Regions from separate parts of the Mus musculus genome. Here region 2 is linked to region 1. The links are chromatin contacts, called in public HiChIP or PLAC-seq maps. All regions are on one chromosome and are shown on one strand. The core of a region is the stretch at or near the end of the contact, and the rest is flanking DNA. Distances in the headings are between cores, read along the strand shown. Region 1 holds the start of Akap6 (A kinase (PRKA) anchor protein 6). Region 2 overlaps Npas3 (neuronal PAS domain protein 3).

What was found. HiChIP or PLAC-seq counts read pairs in DNA pulled down with a chosen protein or histone mark.
Region 2: a contact with region 1 is called in an H3K27ac HiChIP or PLAC-seq map of embryonic stem cells, with 5 times the contacts expected there. The contact joins the enhancer-like site here to the promoter of Akap6 in region 1. A contact is called at or near these places in 7 of 39 promoter capture datasets (embryonic stem cells, hippocampal neurons, liver and 2 more) and 1 of 115 datasets of contacts at active chromatin or transcription factors (embryonic stem cells).

What each region holds. Positions count from the first base shown.
Region 1 is chr12:52,693,410-52,700,850 of GRCm38.p6, forward strand. Akap6 (A kinase (PRKA) anchor protein 6) reads left to right here and starts at 5,974. Exons shown (of 14, transcript NM_198111.2): 1 at 5,974-6,033.
Region 2 is chr12:54,044,721-54,051,941 of GRCm38.p6, forward strand. Npas3 (neuronal PAS domain protein 3) reads left to right here. Exons shown (of 12, transcript NM_001370962.1): 8 at 1-5; 9 at 4,046-4,152. Among named protein-coding and RNA genes, the nearest start is that of Gm35818, 94 kb to the right of the region's middle. Within about 2 kb of position 2,296, at least 2 of the 459 cell types and tissues checked have an H3K27ac peak or open chromatin away from gene starts, as enhancers often do. A contact at or near this core is called in embryonic stem cells, where this site is marked.

The DNA of each region.
Region 1 (7,441 bases), core at 4,724-7,223:
GTGTGTGTGTGTGTATGTGTGTGTGTGCATGTGCTCACGCATGCTTGCATTTGTGTCTGGTCTGTGGAGGACAGAAGGAGGTAAGATCCCTTGGATCTGGAGTTAGAGGCATTTGTGACTGCTGGTTCGTACCGGTAGTGGGGTCTGAATGCCCATCTTCATGATTGAACTATAAATCACTGCACCACCTCTCTAGTCCAGCATAGATATTTAAATCCAAAAATACAAACATTTATTTTGTTACTGTGGCAAAATTTCCGAGCAAACAACTTACAGGAGGGAGCATTGCTTTGGCTCCTTAACTCCATGGTCGGTTGGATGTGTGGTTTTCACGCAGGTGGAAAAGCCATAACAGTGAGGGCAGGTAATCTACCTCATGGCAGTCATGAAGCAGGAAAGGGCCAAACCAAGATACAGGCTTCTAAGGCATGCCACCATGACCTGCCTCCTCCATCTAAGCCCCACTTTCCTTTCCCACTTCTCCCGCCCTCAAGAGTCTACTCATACTTTTTCTTGCCTATATATGTGTGCACGTATGTATGTGGGTGCTCGTGGTTGCATATGGGGGGTGTTTATGGAGGCCAGAACTTTGGATGTCAGTTGACTTGTTCAATAGCTTCTTTGTCTTATTTTGAGCAAGGTTTCTCATCAAAACTGGACTTTCCATGTTGGCTAAATGGTCTGGCCAGCAAGCTCCCAGGTTTTGCTGCTCCCACCCGCTAACTTCCCAAGGGCAGCACAAAGGGTTACAGCTATGTGCTGTCACACCTAGTTTTTATGTGTGTGCTGAGATCTGAACTCAGGCCTTTATGCTTGTGCACCAAGATCTATATATACTGAGCCATCTTTATGGCTCCTTCATTTGAGTTTTAAAGCAATCATTGGATCAGTTCGTTCCCTAAGTCAAACCACTCATGGATAGTTTGAAGTGGAAACTTATGGGTTCTTTGGAAAGTCGGTCAGATGGTGTTTTGCTGGGGCAAACACATGAAAGAACGTTTTTTAAAAAGTGGACACAGGTGAAAGGCTAAGGCAGACTTGTGAAGGAACATTTTGCTGAAGCAGACATAGGAGAGAGGATGTTCTGCTAAAGCAAGCACATGACAGGACACGAGATGAAGATTCTTTGTTAACATGCATGTATTGGTCCGCCTTACGTTGTGTAGTTGAGCTGTATTTGTCGGGACGACATAGAGAGAAACACACCAAAAACCTTCTGGTGGTGTGTTACGGTTTGTTGCAGCTTCCAAGGAGTTGGACTGATTGGATGCACATGCTGAGGCTAGACATGTGCTGAGGCAAGGCACGTGGAGGACACATGATGTTTAGAGATTATAAATAGGATTCCACAGAGGGACAAAGACAGAGCTTGGTTCGCTGGTACAGCTGGCTGTACAATGCTAGTGGGTCTCGAGTCTTCTCTGATCTTTCTTCCCTGAGGGAGGCACAGCTGAGAACTTCTGGTGTTCCTGTTGGTCCCTTCTGCTGACTAGAGCTGAGGCTGAGGCCTGGCTGTCTGTCTATGCTAGGTCATGCCACCTCTGTTGCTAACCGGACTGTACTGAACTGGAATGCTGGTGTATTCATGAGGTATTTGCAAGTGGATTGACCTGCCGCTGCCTGCCAACCTGTGAACTAAACTGCTGATTTCCAGACAACACAGACAGGAGTTGCTCCAAAGAACCTTTCTAAACAGGTCCACTGCCTCCTCCACTCCTCCATATCCTTTCTTTTCCACTATCTCTGGTGGGTGGTTGGTTATAAGGAAGGTTAAAACATTTAAGATCCATCATTGAAAATCAGATTTGAAAAAGTTAAAGTTACAATAATTCTTTCTGGTAATATCTTCAGACATACTCAGATGTGGGCTTTATTAATCTCCTAGACACCTCTCAATTGAGTCAAGTTGATAGTCAAAATTAAATACGACCATGGCTTATTTAATAGTTAGCAGAAGGTATTTTGTTCCCATGCATTTCTTCCAGGACCCAGGGATACTCACAGTGTGGTTCTTCTACCCCTTAGAGACTTCGAGATTCACTGGGTTCTGTGTATCCAGCAACAAGGGAAGGAAATGAGAAGGCAGACTTACTTTTTTTTTTTTAATAGAATGATTCTCCTTTTATTTTTAAGAAGACCAAATTGACTGATCTAATAGAATTACACAGACACAGAAAACACTTAGAGTGTGCACTGGGAAGGCAGCTCAGCTGGGCAGACCCACTTTTAATCACTTTCCAAGGTACTACTTCCTCTTAGCTCCCATTCACTGGTTAGAACCAGTCTCCAGCCAACCTAAGTGGCACTAGGAGGTACCTACAAAAGTGACTTTTGGTATTAGTGAGTGACCCACCACAGTCTGTCCTGCTGACTTTTCTTTTCTCCCGTCTTCTCTGAAGAAAATACCTTTGTTGTCTCCCACAAAGAACATGTATCCCAGGTGATCTACCTAATATGCCCTGTACTCTGTATTTACACAAAAGCCTAGAAATTCATGAGTGTATGCATGTATGCACATGTATGTGGGTGTGTGTGCATGTATGTGGATGTGTGTGCACACATACATGTGCGTGGTTGCCCATATGAGTGCATGTGGAGGCCAGAGGCCAGTGTCAAGTATCTTTATATACTCTGCTTTATTTGTCTGAGACAGAGCTTCTCTCTGGCCCTGGCACTCACCATTAGGCTACATTTTTTAGATAGGAAGACTTTGGGATCCCTTTTTCTTCCCTATCCCAGCTCTTGGGAGACAGGTACAGGCTTTTAGGTGAATGCCAGGGAATCCAAAATCATGTCGTCCTGTCTGTTCACAAATGGTTTTACCCATAGTCACTCTCATTTCTTGAGAGTGAAAAGTCATCTCTGAAAGGAGCAGAAAGACAATACCTGCTGTGTCATGTGGTCTCCACTTGTTTTTTCTTTTTTTTTTTCAATACATTTCAGAGTTAGAGACACTTATCCAGCTGTTTTAATTCCACTTAAAATGATATCGTGTGCTGGAGAGCTGTCTCAGCAGTTAAAAGCATGGACTGCTCTTCCAGAGGACACAGGTTCCATTCTTAGCACCCAGCTCACCACTGTCTGTTATTACAGTTTCAGGGGATCTAATGCCCTCTTCTGGTATCTGTGGGCACCAGACACATGGTGCACACATATACATGTAGGCAAAGCACCTATGCACATGAAAAAGAAATAAAGTCATCAATACGCTGAAAAAAGTGATTTCTCACAAGTTATTTTTCAGGCCTTCCTTCTCTCTAATTTTTCAGTGTGAGGGTCTTGCTTCACTTCCCTCCTCTGACCATAGTTCTGTTCTCAAGAAGTGACGTATCTGTACCTTGTTGCCCAAAGCTGTAGTGTGGCCTCTGAAACGATCCCCTGCCCTTTAGCCTTCCTTGATCTCCTCTGCAGTGGGTGTTGTCTGCTTGGCCTTCTTCAGTCACTGGGTGACCTTGGCTGTTTCCCAAACATTTGATCCTAGAGCTTAGAATTGAGTGCTAATGGCACAAGTGTGTTAACAGTGACATTCCTAAATGCTGGCACTTCTGTTTTCCAACAGGCCATTTGTGGTGGTCTGATAAGAGTGGCCCCCATAGGCTCCTATGTTTGAATGCCTGGTCATCAGGGAGTGGCACTGCTTGACAAGGATTAGGAGATGTGGCCTTTTGGGAGGAAGTGTGTCACTGAGGGTGGGCTTTGAGGTTTCAAAAGCCCAAGCCAGTCCCAGTGTCTGTCTCTTCCTGCTGCCTATGGATCCAGATGTAGTTTAGCTAGCCTAGAATGTCAAAAATCTGACTTGATGTCAGATTTCCTGAGATGTCTGATCTTTCTCACCATGCCTAGAATCTGGAAAGGGAAACTATGGACATTTTCTCATTCTGAGAAACTGTGTTCAGGTGTGATTGAGAGAAAATGTGGATTTGTCTGTCTTAGGCTGACTTATTTTGCTAAATGTCATGATCTGTAAGTTCTTCCCACTTTCCCTGCAAATGACATAATTTCATTCTCCTTATGACTGGGTAAAATGACATTCTCTTTTATCTGTCTGTCCTGTTGGCCTGCCCTCTTCTCTTTATGGAACCTTCTCTGCAAAGGCTAATCTTGTTCTAGCTCTATGGCTTTCACCCTATTTATTTCTGGAGGCCTAAGAGTTTTTCAGGGAGGCCAGCAGTACTCTATAGCAGGCAGGGTTAATAATTATGCCAAGAAGGGTCCAACAGTCTTGACTCTGGGCCTCTTCACCCCTGCCCCAGTGAAGGAAGCCCAGCTTTGCTCTGTAACATAAAGGAAAAAAAAATTTAAATATTATTAGCAAACCATGATTATTATCTAAGTCTATCCTCCCTCAGACGAAACCCCTGAGCCCCAGAGAGGCTACTAACCCTGAATACACAGAAGGAGCTCTCGGAGGAAATACCATCACTGGTAGATTTCCTGAGCCCCAGGTCGGTGCTCTGGGCTTTGCAGTGGTTCCATGCTGACCTCTCAATGTGTGAGTACCATGTGGTCTAAGATAAGGGAGTCAAGCTCTGTTGTGCTGCTGAGTGTATACACAGGTTTTACTCTTGTTCTTCCCTTCCTTGTTCCTTATTAGGAAAAGCAAGAGCAATCATGACTTCACATCCAAGGCAGGGCTGCTCTGTGGAAGGCTGGATAGTGGCACCTCTTCTGATTTTATCAGTTTTTCTTTACAGGAGGCTGCCTGAGTTCCTTCAGAGCCTCCCCTCCAACCCCACCACCCCCTGTGCTGCTGATTAAGAGAAGTATGGGACAATTAAGAGATGATTGGACAATATAATTGTCTCATTCTGTATTAGGTTTCGGAATTTTGTGCTTTCTCAGAGCTGTAGAGACAGAATGGATGTAGGTCAGCTTGGCTGTGCCTTTCTCTGTCAGTGGCCTGCAAGCCTTAGATGAGTGAGATGGGTAGCTGGTCCACGGTTAGCTCTCCTCAGGGTCACAACATGATGCTTGTTTATGCTTCACACTGGAAAGAAAGGACTGATTTCTTTGGATTTCCTTTCCTTTCACTAACTGGAGAAATCCTCCTGGAGTCTTGTTTTAATGTGCCTGTCAGAGGTCCAGTGGGGGAGGGGAGAGAGTAATAGCCTCCTTGGTAGGCAGTCTTACAGCCTCAAAAAGAACAAAACAAACCCCAAGGGTTGTGAGTGGCAGTCACAAGAAACTTCTACAGGTCTTCCACTTGTTCCAGATTTTAACCCCAGAAGATACTTGCCTTTTGGCCATGTGTAGGAAGAGTTCTCTGTCAGATAGGGGAAGGGTCTCTAGGATCCAACCTCTTTTCACTGCTCCTGAAGGTTAAGTGGTAGCGAGTTCTCCAGCAGCAGGCTCTGTGGGGTGGTGTCTACCCGAGAACACCCTCAGGGCAGACCTAGCTGGCGGAGGCTTTGCCCATGTTCTGACGATTATTAGTCTGTGCACTTTAGAATTAGACTCACTTGGTCAGCTGTTTATTACATTTTAAATTGTTTCAAAATCCATGCTTTGTTCTTTTTCTCTTTGTCAGATGAACTAAACCTCTTTTTAATAACTTTTAAAGAGGTATCGTTACTAGCCAGGGAGAAGAGCGATCAAATTGCCTGATAGGGAACCATGAATACGAGTTTGTATTTTCTGAGTACTGAATCGACATTCCACTTGCACCTTTATTCTCTCAATGTAGAGCAGCAAACGAAGAGGTAATTTTTATTTTGTTTTCTAAAATTATTCTAAGAAATCCCCTTTTAAACTTACAGATTTTAGTCCAATGAGGAGCCCTGTTTCTTTGGACTGCATTTTGCATATTGTCTGCTTCTTACAGGGCTTTTGTATTGTCTCAGGCTCCACTGGAAATGCAGCAAGGATTCCTAGCACATCCCAGTTGCCATAGCAACAGCAGCCTTTCCCATAATGAGCTGCATCATCTGAACTGATGTCACAGCATCATGCAGCAGGTCAAACAAGGCATCTCCTAGTATTGCATCCTACAGATGTGCTGTAAACATCAAAAGGCGACGTTGGGAGCAGGAGATGGTGAGTGTTAAACGTTTGGGCCTTAATTGCGACGCTGTTTTGTTGGTTAGTCTGTGGCGTCTACTAAGGCAGGGATGGGGGGATGTTGTCTGCTTAAAATGGACTGGAGAAAGAAGGGTTGTTTTGCCTAATTCTGTTTTCAGGCTGCTGTGTTAAGACAAAGGCCTGTGAGAGTCGCATAAAAATCAAAATGCAAAGATTTCTTGCTCCGTCTCCGCCTGTTATTTTTAGTATTCTCATGAATTAAAAAAAAAAAGCACAGAAAATTTTCTATTGCAAAAGCCTAAATAAGCTCTGAAATGTGTAGTTCATTGTATTTTAACATTGTAAAGATATGTTTCTTTTTTTATGAGGCAGGGCTAATTGGTCCCATTTGCTTCTGTGATTTATGAAATATTTAGTGACTTGCAGAACGGAATTCAGTATTTACCTCCATTGGGTTTCAGATTCTTCATGGCAAGGAATGAGTGCTGAATAAGCATTTGACATAACCTTATGTGTATGTGAAAGGGGATTCTCTTGCATGTTCAAGAAATAATTTGTTAAAAACATTAAGACTGAAACCAGATGAAATTATCTATGCCTTTTGATTTGTGTGGAATCTCTTCAATTCATGTCCTCCATAGTTAAGAGGCTGAAGCTGGAGTTGCTTCCAGGCTGGTTTGTAACTGAGAGAGGAGCAAGTCTCCCCTCTGCGGCAGTTACAGTCAAGGATAACCCGGGAGAGAGACTCTGGAAAGGCCAGTGGCGCTGCCGCCCGCCCGCCCGCGGGCTCATGCTTAACTCTAGCCCCAACCCAGTGTGATGGATAAATGTCAGGGGCCTTGATGCTTGTTAGGAATGCAAATCTCTGGACCCGGAACCTCAACTCAATTCCAAAGCTCCAGATAAACATACGATGTTTACGTTTAATCCAGGGCTTGCTTTTAAGAATCGTTACTATTTTATTTGCTAAAAACCAGTCTAACAGGTCAGTATGGAACAGGGTATCATTGCCTTTTGTTTTGGGAAATGAAATGAATTTCCTTGGTGCAACTGATTGCTACTGGGGGAGAGAAAGCACATGCCCGTTCAGTTGTTCAATCTGCCGGCTTACAGTCAGGGAGTGGTCCTGTGTTTCAGTGCAGTCGAGCTGATAGTTTTTATTTATACAGTCTTACTGGAAAGAATAGCACCCCCTGAGTTGCTTGTAATTAGTTAAGATTGCTGGAGCCTAAACAGTTTAGATGGAGCCTAAAACAGATATTTCAGAGGAAGCCGGAAAAGCAACATCTCCAGCCAGCTTGCGTTGATTTTTCTCTCCTATGGAGTTGGGCACAGCGGTCCCATTAGGCACAGGCACTAGGCGGAGTGGTACAGCTCGGGGTTTAATTAGTTTGTTTACCCCACACCACACACATGCTACTCC
Region 2 (7,221 bases), core at 1,046-3,545, 1.3 Mb after region 1:
AATAGGTACTTTGTTTTCATGTTCATTTGCCCGCTGCGCGCACTGCCCACTGGTGAAGGTTTGGTTTCGGCTGCCTGAAAGATTTTACTTCCCCAGTGAGGCTCATTATAAATCCTGATCTTGTTTTTAATGGCTGCTTGGACTGACACCAAACATGCTTTTTATTTAAAACGTACATTGTTTCCCTGATTTACATTTGGGACAACAATTGAATGAATTGGGATACCCAGACATCCATCCGCTATTAAAAAAAAAAAAAAAAAAAAAAAGCCCATTTTGGCTGAGGACCCAAGTACAGAGCAGGGATGGGGTATTATTGGCAAAAGGATGCAGTGAAAGGCATCTCCTGTGCCTCTGGGTGACCTGCTTCCCGCTAATTCAAGGGCCTGGCATCCTGTTGGGCAGTGTCCTCGCAGACACTTAGCACAGGACAAATGAGAATCTGAGGCCCCCAGAGGAAATCCGCTGCTGCAAAAGGAATTTGCAACACTATTAAGTAAAGCTTTGTCATCCCGAGGAGTTTTCTTTTATAAATTAAAAAAAAAAAAAAAAAAAAAAGGTGACTCATCCTAGAAATGGGTTGGCAGTTCGTTTCCAAGACTGAGCTTTTACAAAAGGGACATTTTAGTCTATGGTTTGAAAGTTCACTTTTTCCATTAAGCACAAAGCAAGGGACAGAGATCGAAGATGGTGCACCTTACAGACCTTTCACCTGGAAGTCACCAGCCCATCTGACTGATGTGAAGAGGGAATCAGGATGCAGAGTGAGGGGAGGAGGGGCTGCAAAACTGTCCATCTCCTGGTGCTGCCAGGAGCATTACTGAGACAGTTGAGGGAGGATGCTTTCTGGCCATAGATTGTTGTCAGGTTTGAAGGCAATATATGTCCCCTGAGCCCTGTGAACGCCTTCACACAGGAAACCAGAGAGCAGAATGGTCAAGTGGCCTGGGTAATTAACCTCTGCAGATCCTAGCCAAGAGGAAGGCCAAAAGCGCCTGCGTCCACCCAGTCTACTGGGAACTGCTACTAAAGCTGAGATTGCTTTGGGATTGGTCTCCTATTTCCAGCCAGGGACTAAATGGGAAGAAAGAATTTATCTGACCTCCGATGCTCAGGAGTGCAGACAGCATCATGTACCTGTCTTTATTATGCAGTAATTATGCCTAAATCTGCTCAAGTTTTGTTGACATTTATAAAGTCTTCATCACCATGACCATACACTTGGGTGTGTCAGTGGTGTTCTGGAGAGGACACAGGAGACCAGGAAAGACAAGTCAGCCAGAAGGATGGGCAGGAGTGGCCTCTGACTTTGGCCAAGTGTATCTAGTCATCACCCTACAGTCTCAGGTCAGCCTGCTCCATAGGTAAGAGCTTGCTCCTGCTCCTGTCAGCCTGGGCAAGTTTGAATTAAAGAGTCGCAGCCCCTGACTTAGCAATAGCCTGTGCCGTCTCCCAGCCTTTGATTTTTCTTTAGTGGCCATGGTGAATGGCAAGAAACCAGTCAGAATAACCTCCCTGAGGAACTTTCCATATATACACACAATGGAAGAACACAATTAGCATTTACAAAGCCATTTAGTCTCTAAGTAGGCTGCAGGACAGAGAAGGAAACCAATGGAGGGACAGAAAGGAGAGCAATTCCAGAATAGATCACACCTCAGGCTGGGCTCAGCTCCACCATCACCACACCTTCCAAAAACCAATGCCAAATTTCCAATGGTTGTCCTATCCAATGCCACAGATTTTCTTTTCTTTTTTTTTTTTTTCTTTTCTTTTTTCTTGGGTTGTTGTTGTTGTTTTTTTGTTGTTGTTGTTTTGTTTTGTTTTTTGTTTTTTGTGTTTTTTTTTGAGACAGGGTTTCTCTGTGTAGCCCTGGCTGTCCTGGAACTCACTCTATAGACCAGGCTAGCCTCAAACTCAGAAATCTGCCTGCCTCTGCCTCCCAAGTGCTCAGATTAAAGGCATGCGCCACCACTGTTTGTTGTGATCAAGTGACTAATTTTTTTTTTTTTTAGCAAGCTTTCAATGTCCCATTCTAGCAATTGAGATTCTTGTCTGTGACCTGCTCTTAGCTTTTTTCTTCCCCCACCCTACCCCCCAAAATACCCCATCCGCTGATACAATGCATCATTCTCTCCCAAATGAAGACAGCAATCTGGAAATGTCCTTTACTAAGGGCAATGGCATGTTTGGGTTACAGAAAAGCTGCCATGCGCCAAGCTGGGGACAGTGCTAATGTCACTCCACCCATGACCCTCCTCACCATAGCCTGAGGTGATTTACAGGTGAGGGAGCTGAGAAACAGGAAGGATAGCTACTCTTCTGGCCTGCCACTCCTAGCTCTTACTGGTCTATTCTTTACTGCTGAAGCTGGTCGAATTCCCCACAGCAGGCTATGTATGGTTCTCTGAAAGGGCTTGATCCCGAATTTTTTTTTTCTTTTTTGAAGGTGTTCATTCAAATAAAAGAGAACGCCTTCCCCAAAGAACGAGGCTTTTTCCTGTGGTTTCTTATTTAATTAGGGAATTGTTAACTAGAAACTAAGCTTGCTCCTTGGCGATTCTTCTGCAGTCTGCAGGATGGCCCAGGGCAACGCTAACATCTAATGCTTTCAGGAGCTGGCAGACTTCACAGACACCAAAGAGGGTCTTTTAATGACATCTAACTTTTTTTTTTTTAGAAAGTGGCTGTTTATGTATACTTGGGAAAACAAGCTAGTAAACAGAACCACCAATCTGTTTTGTACCACAAATGCTCCAAGAATTCATTTTCATTTTCCTAAGAAATCTTCTCTCACTAATAATTCTAGTTTGGTCAAAATGATTATTTCAATCACTAAACATTGAGAAATCCACTTACCCCATTGAGGAGTATATTTTAATTATACTCTTACATTTATTTATAGTGCTTGTTTATTTGTTTTTGTTGTTTTTGTTTTCTGAGACAGTGTCTCACTATGTGGCTGTGGCTATCTTGGAACCTCTGCCTCCCAGGTGCTGGGGTGACAAGCATGTGTCACCACGCCCAGCTAACTCCATGATGTTTTTGTGTTACCAGACCTTATTAGCTCCCTGCCTTGTGAATCAGACACAGTTCTCCAACACTAATCCCATGTCTTTTAAAGATAACATTTCCAAATATGTGTTTCACATCTGAATAGATCCTGTGTCAGAAGTAATTTCTAAAGGGACAGTAAAATAAGTTAAACAAAATCTTTTTTTTTTAACCAACCAAAATGATTGCTGTAGAAAGCAATTAGCATTTTATACATGCCTATATAAACAAGGCAGATTTCCCCACATGTTCTATAGTTTGGGTCTGGATTTCTGTGTCCTACCTGAGGATGCTGGACAATTTAATTAACTATGGGCACTGGTACACACATACTGTCAAGCACAGGCCCAGAAGAGCTGCTGAAATGGTTTTAAACTTTCAGTGTAGAATCTACCACAAAGTCCCAGTTAAAAGAGCCAGGAGTGAAAGCTGAGCTCCCAAATGACTGAGACTAAAAACGATAATACCCTAGGCATCTGTATGTCTCAGCATTTAAATTATATCCCTTGAAATGCCAATTTGGACTTCGTGCCAAGCAGCAGCTGAATCCCTTTTTCATGGAAATACCCAACAGAAGACCAATCTGCTTAAATGAAAGGTGTCTCTAATCACTTGGTATAAACGTAACATGTTTTTATTTTATTATGTAACCTTGAATTATCTTGTCCTGTAATGAATATCTTGCATTGTTACAGTCCCTCAATAATTTCATGGAATTACGTTGTCCAAATGTGCATTCGGATGCCAAGGAAAAAACCTACCTAATTACTTAAATACAATTGCTTGATCTAGCAACATATCCAAAATTTAATAAAAATGTTGTTATACACCACAGAAATAACCTTCTCTCCTGACAGCACTTGCTCAAAGTGCTGTATCCTCGCAGGTACTTGGCACGAGGGAGATGTTTCGAGATCAGCTTCATGCAGTATTTCACACCCTCTCTAGTCTCCTCCTCTCTGAGTTCCAGTCTCTGTTGTTCTCTTTGTAGGATTAGTGATTACATGGATCTGACCCCTGTAGACATCGTAGGGAAAAGATGCTACCACTTCATCCATGCCGAAGATGTAGAAGGCATCAGGCACAGTCACCTGGACTGTAAGTACCCTTCTAGGGAAGTAGCCTGGGCAGTGTCATTTGTCGGCCTGTCTCTGACTTCATGGGACTCAGTGGTGACTTGCCCCTTCATGTCTCTTGCCTATATCTGAAACAACTGTCATCCAGTGAGAGAAAGTGAGATTAAATAATTTCAGCTGATATTTAGTATTATATTGAAAGCTGAACATTGGGCCCAGAGGCATTGTGGGATCTCCAGGCACCCTTGTAGAACTGTGTGGTTGCTTTCACTCACAGCAAGTAGACAGAGAGATCACCTGTCTTAAATTCTTCCTTGTCCCTTTCATTTCCTAGACATCAATTTCCACTTTGAAATTTGTGGTTTCAGTTCCAAACTATAGAGAACACAAGTTCAAATAGGCCAGAGCCTCATTAAAAAAAAAAAAAAAAAAAAAAAAAAATGCCTGCTTGCCTAGCCACAAAAACTAGGTTAGGGCAAAGCCCTGGAAGGCAGAGGCAGGGCACCTACGTGATCATCACCTGATGACAGCAGTCTCTTCCTAGGGAAGCCCCTACAGAGGAGCCTCCAGCTTCCAGGCTCTAGAAAGAAGAGGTTGGTCTTCATTCTGAGTCCTGCTCTGGAATCCTGGCCTCAGACTGGACCAAGATCTTCTGTAGAATGGCAGTCAGGAGGAGCAGCCACACTCTGGTTAAGTCTAAGCAACAACTCACATACAGACTCGGCAAGCAAGTTTCTCTCAGAGTCCACCAGCCTGCTTCTGCACAATAAAAAGGTCCAGGAAGCTGTGGACTGGTGGAAGTTCCCTCTTCCAAGCATATGGCCATCCTAGAGACTTCCTGAAAGAGGAGCCCTACCAGCTACATTCTCCAAAGGTTCTACATAGTTCAGAAGCCCGACTTTCAGTGCAGGCATGGTGCTACCAGTGAAAATAGTCCAGTTCGAGGTGAGGGCTTTATGTCCCATAGACCAGACTGGTAGTTTTTGCCCCTTCTTGTTTCAGCTGAGAAGAGCTCCACCCCAGATATCTAGTCCTGTGCAATGAGTTCTTCAGTCTCAACTCTTCCAAGTCTGATGGAGACGGAGCTAGCCCAAGTGTCTCTGTGATCAGCACTATGTTATGATGTTTTTAACTCTACATTAGCAGCACTGATATGGAATCAAATTCAATGTCAGATTCTGTACATCTGTGTCTCTGGGCACAGCCTGAACACAGGATGCTCTCTAGTGCAATCTACTCCCAACGCTAGGCACGTGCCTTGGTATCACTCCCCAGGGAGTCGGGGAGCACACTTGTTGCTAAGAATGAATGGGTGTTATGTATCACAGAAGCAGATGGCTCTTCAATTAATTGGGGAGGAAAATGATGTTGTTTCCTGAACAGAAGCATCAGGTTCTTTGTTGCTGGGAATTCAGGGGAAAAAAAATGTAAAAAAAAAAAAAAATACAGATCTCTGAAGAGACCAGTGGATATATTTCTGGAATGCCACAGTCCAGAGGTATAGATTTTTTAAATGAATATATTGTTTTCAAGACACTACCCTACCCCTACCTCCATGTTGGCAAGGAAGAGGAGAGACGGGATGAGGAGATGGGGTGGGGGCCGGAGCAGGGAGTGATTTCTCATTTGGGAGCCTTAATTGAGGTCTAAATTCAGAAACCTGGTGCTGGTTGTAAAAGAACTTTGTCATCCTTGAGCCTTATTTGGAAAACACCATGTTGATATACAACTTGAAGAAACACAATTCCAGAGGAGTTTGAGGCCAGGCAGCTCACTTCTTCCCAAGGGGCAATCATCCCCAATACATGTGCTTGATGTCATTTTTGTCCCAGCCACTCTTGTCTTATTTTCAGAAGCCAGAATAATTTATAAGTGCTAGAAAACAAACTACACTACCATCTACCATCATGAGGTTCTCCGAATTCTTCTGCTATCTTGGCCGATGATAAACAGAGACAGTATGCTTTCAAATTCTGTGATTTTTTTTTTTTCATTACCTGACATTGACATACTGGCTATTGCTTTATGACTTAGCCTGCTAACAATGATTGAGTTCATACTGTTAACACATATACATGCCTTCTCGTTTTGAGTTCTTTTAATAACCTTAAACACATAAAAAACAAACAGAATGGCCTTACAATTCTGTAAAGCAAAATATACTTCACATGTTTAGCTATCATGCTGTGGAGTAACCTCACACAATGTCAAGTAGCGCACAATTAGTCAAACTGTAGGGGGAGGAAAAGGACTGTTTTGATCCTGCAGAATTTTGATCCTAATCAGATTGAAATTCCAATGTTCTTGTAGTGCTTAATATCTTCAATCCCCCCCCCCCTCTCTCTCTCTCTCTCTCTCTCTCTCTCTCTCACACACACACACACACACACACACACACACACACACACACACACACACATCAAGCTGATTCCAATGTCAGGTTTTGCATTCTCTGACTGAAATAAGATGCTGAAATATACAAATGCATCCCACTTGGTACAATAAACATTAACATCATTATAAAGTAAGATTGAGTTTGAAATTGTGTGATGGAATGTCTGATGTTTACCTAATTCTCAGACCAAAGCCAGCCCAGTAACAAAATGACAGAGCATGTAATAAGCCTTGGTTGTGTAAACACTGGAAGGAAAGGCAAGAAGCCAGCACAGCATCTTCCTTGTCCAAAGCCCTAGGCTATTACTGAAGGAGGCCTCAACTGTGCCTTCCTGGCAGGAGAAGGTCACAGTGACATAGACTCAGTTCAAGAATAAGATAGAATTCTAAAACAAAGGGGTGGTTAAAAAATAAACCACATTAACTATTTAGCTTTTCTTCCTAGAGCTATTGGCACAGTTCCTGGATCTGTCTGTGAAAGGTGGGTTTCAGACATCTGATCATACTTCAGATATTCTGATATCTGTCTTGTGCTCTGAGTCACAGATAAGACTTAAAGAAGAGGGGGCTCAGATGTCTTTGAGGACTAGAAATCCTGCCTTTATCATTGGCATCTCTTCTCAGCATAGGTGCCTGTAAATCCATAAATGAACGTGTCCCTAGAATCAGAAAAGTAAAGAGAGATCTTCCGCTGCAC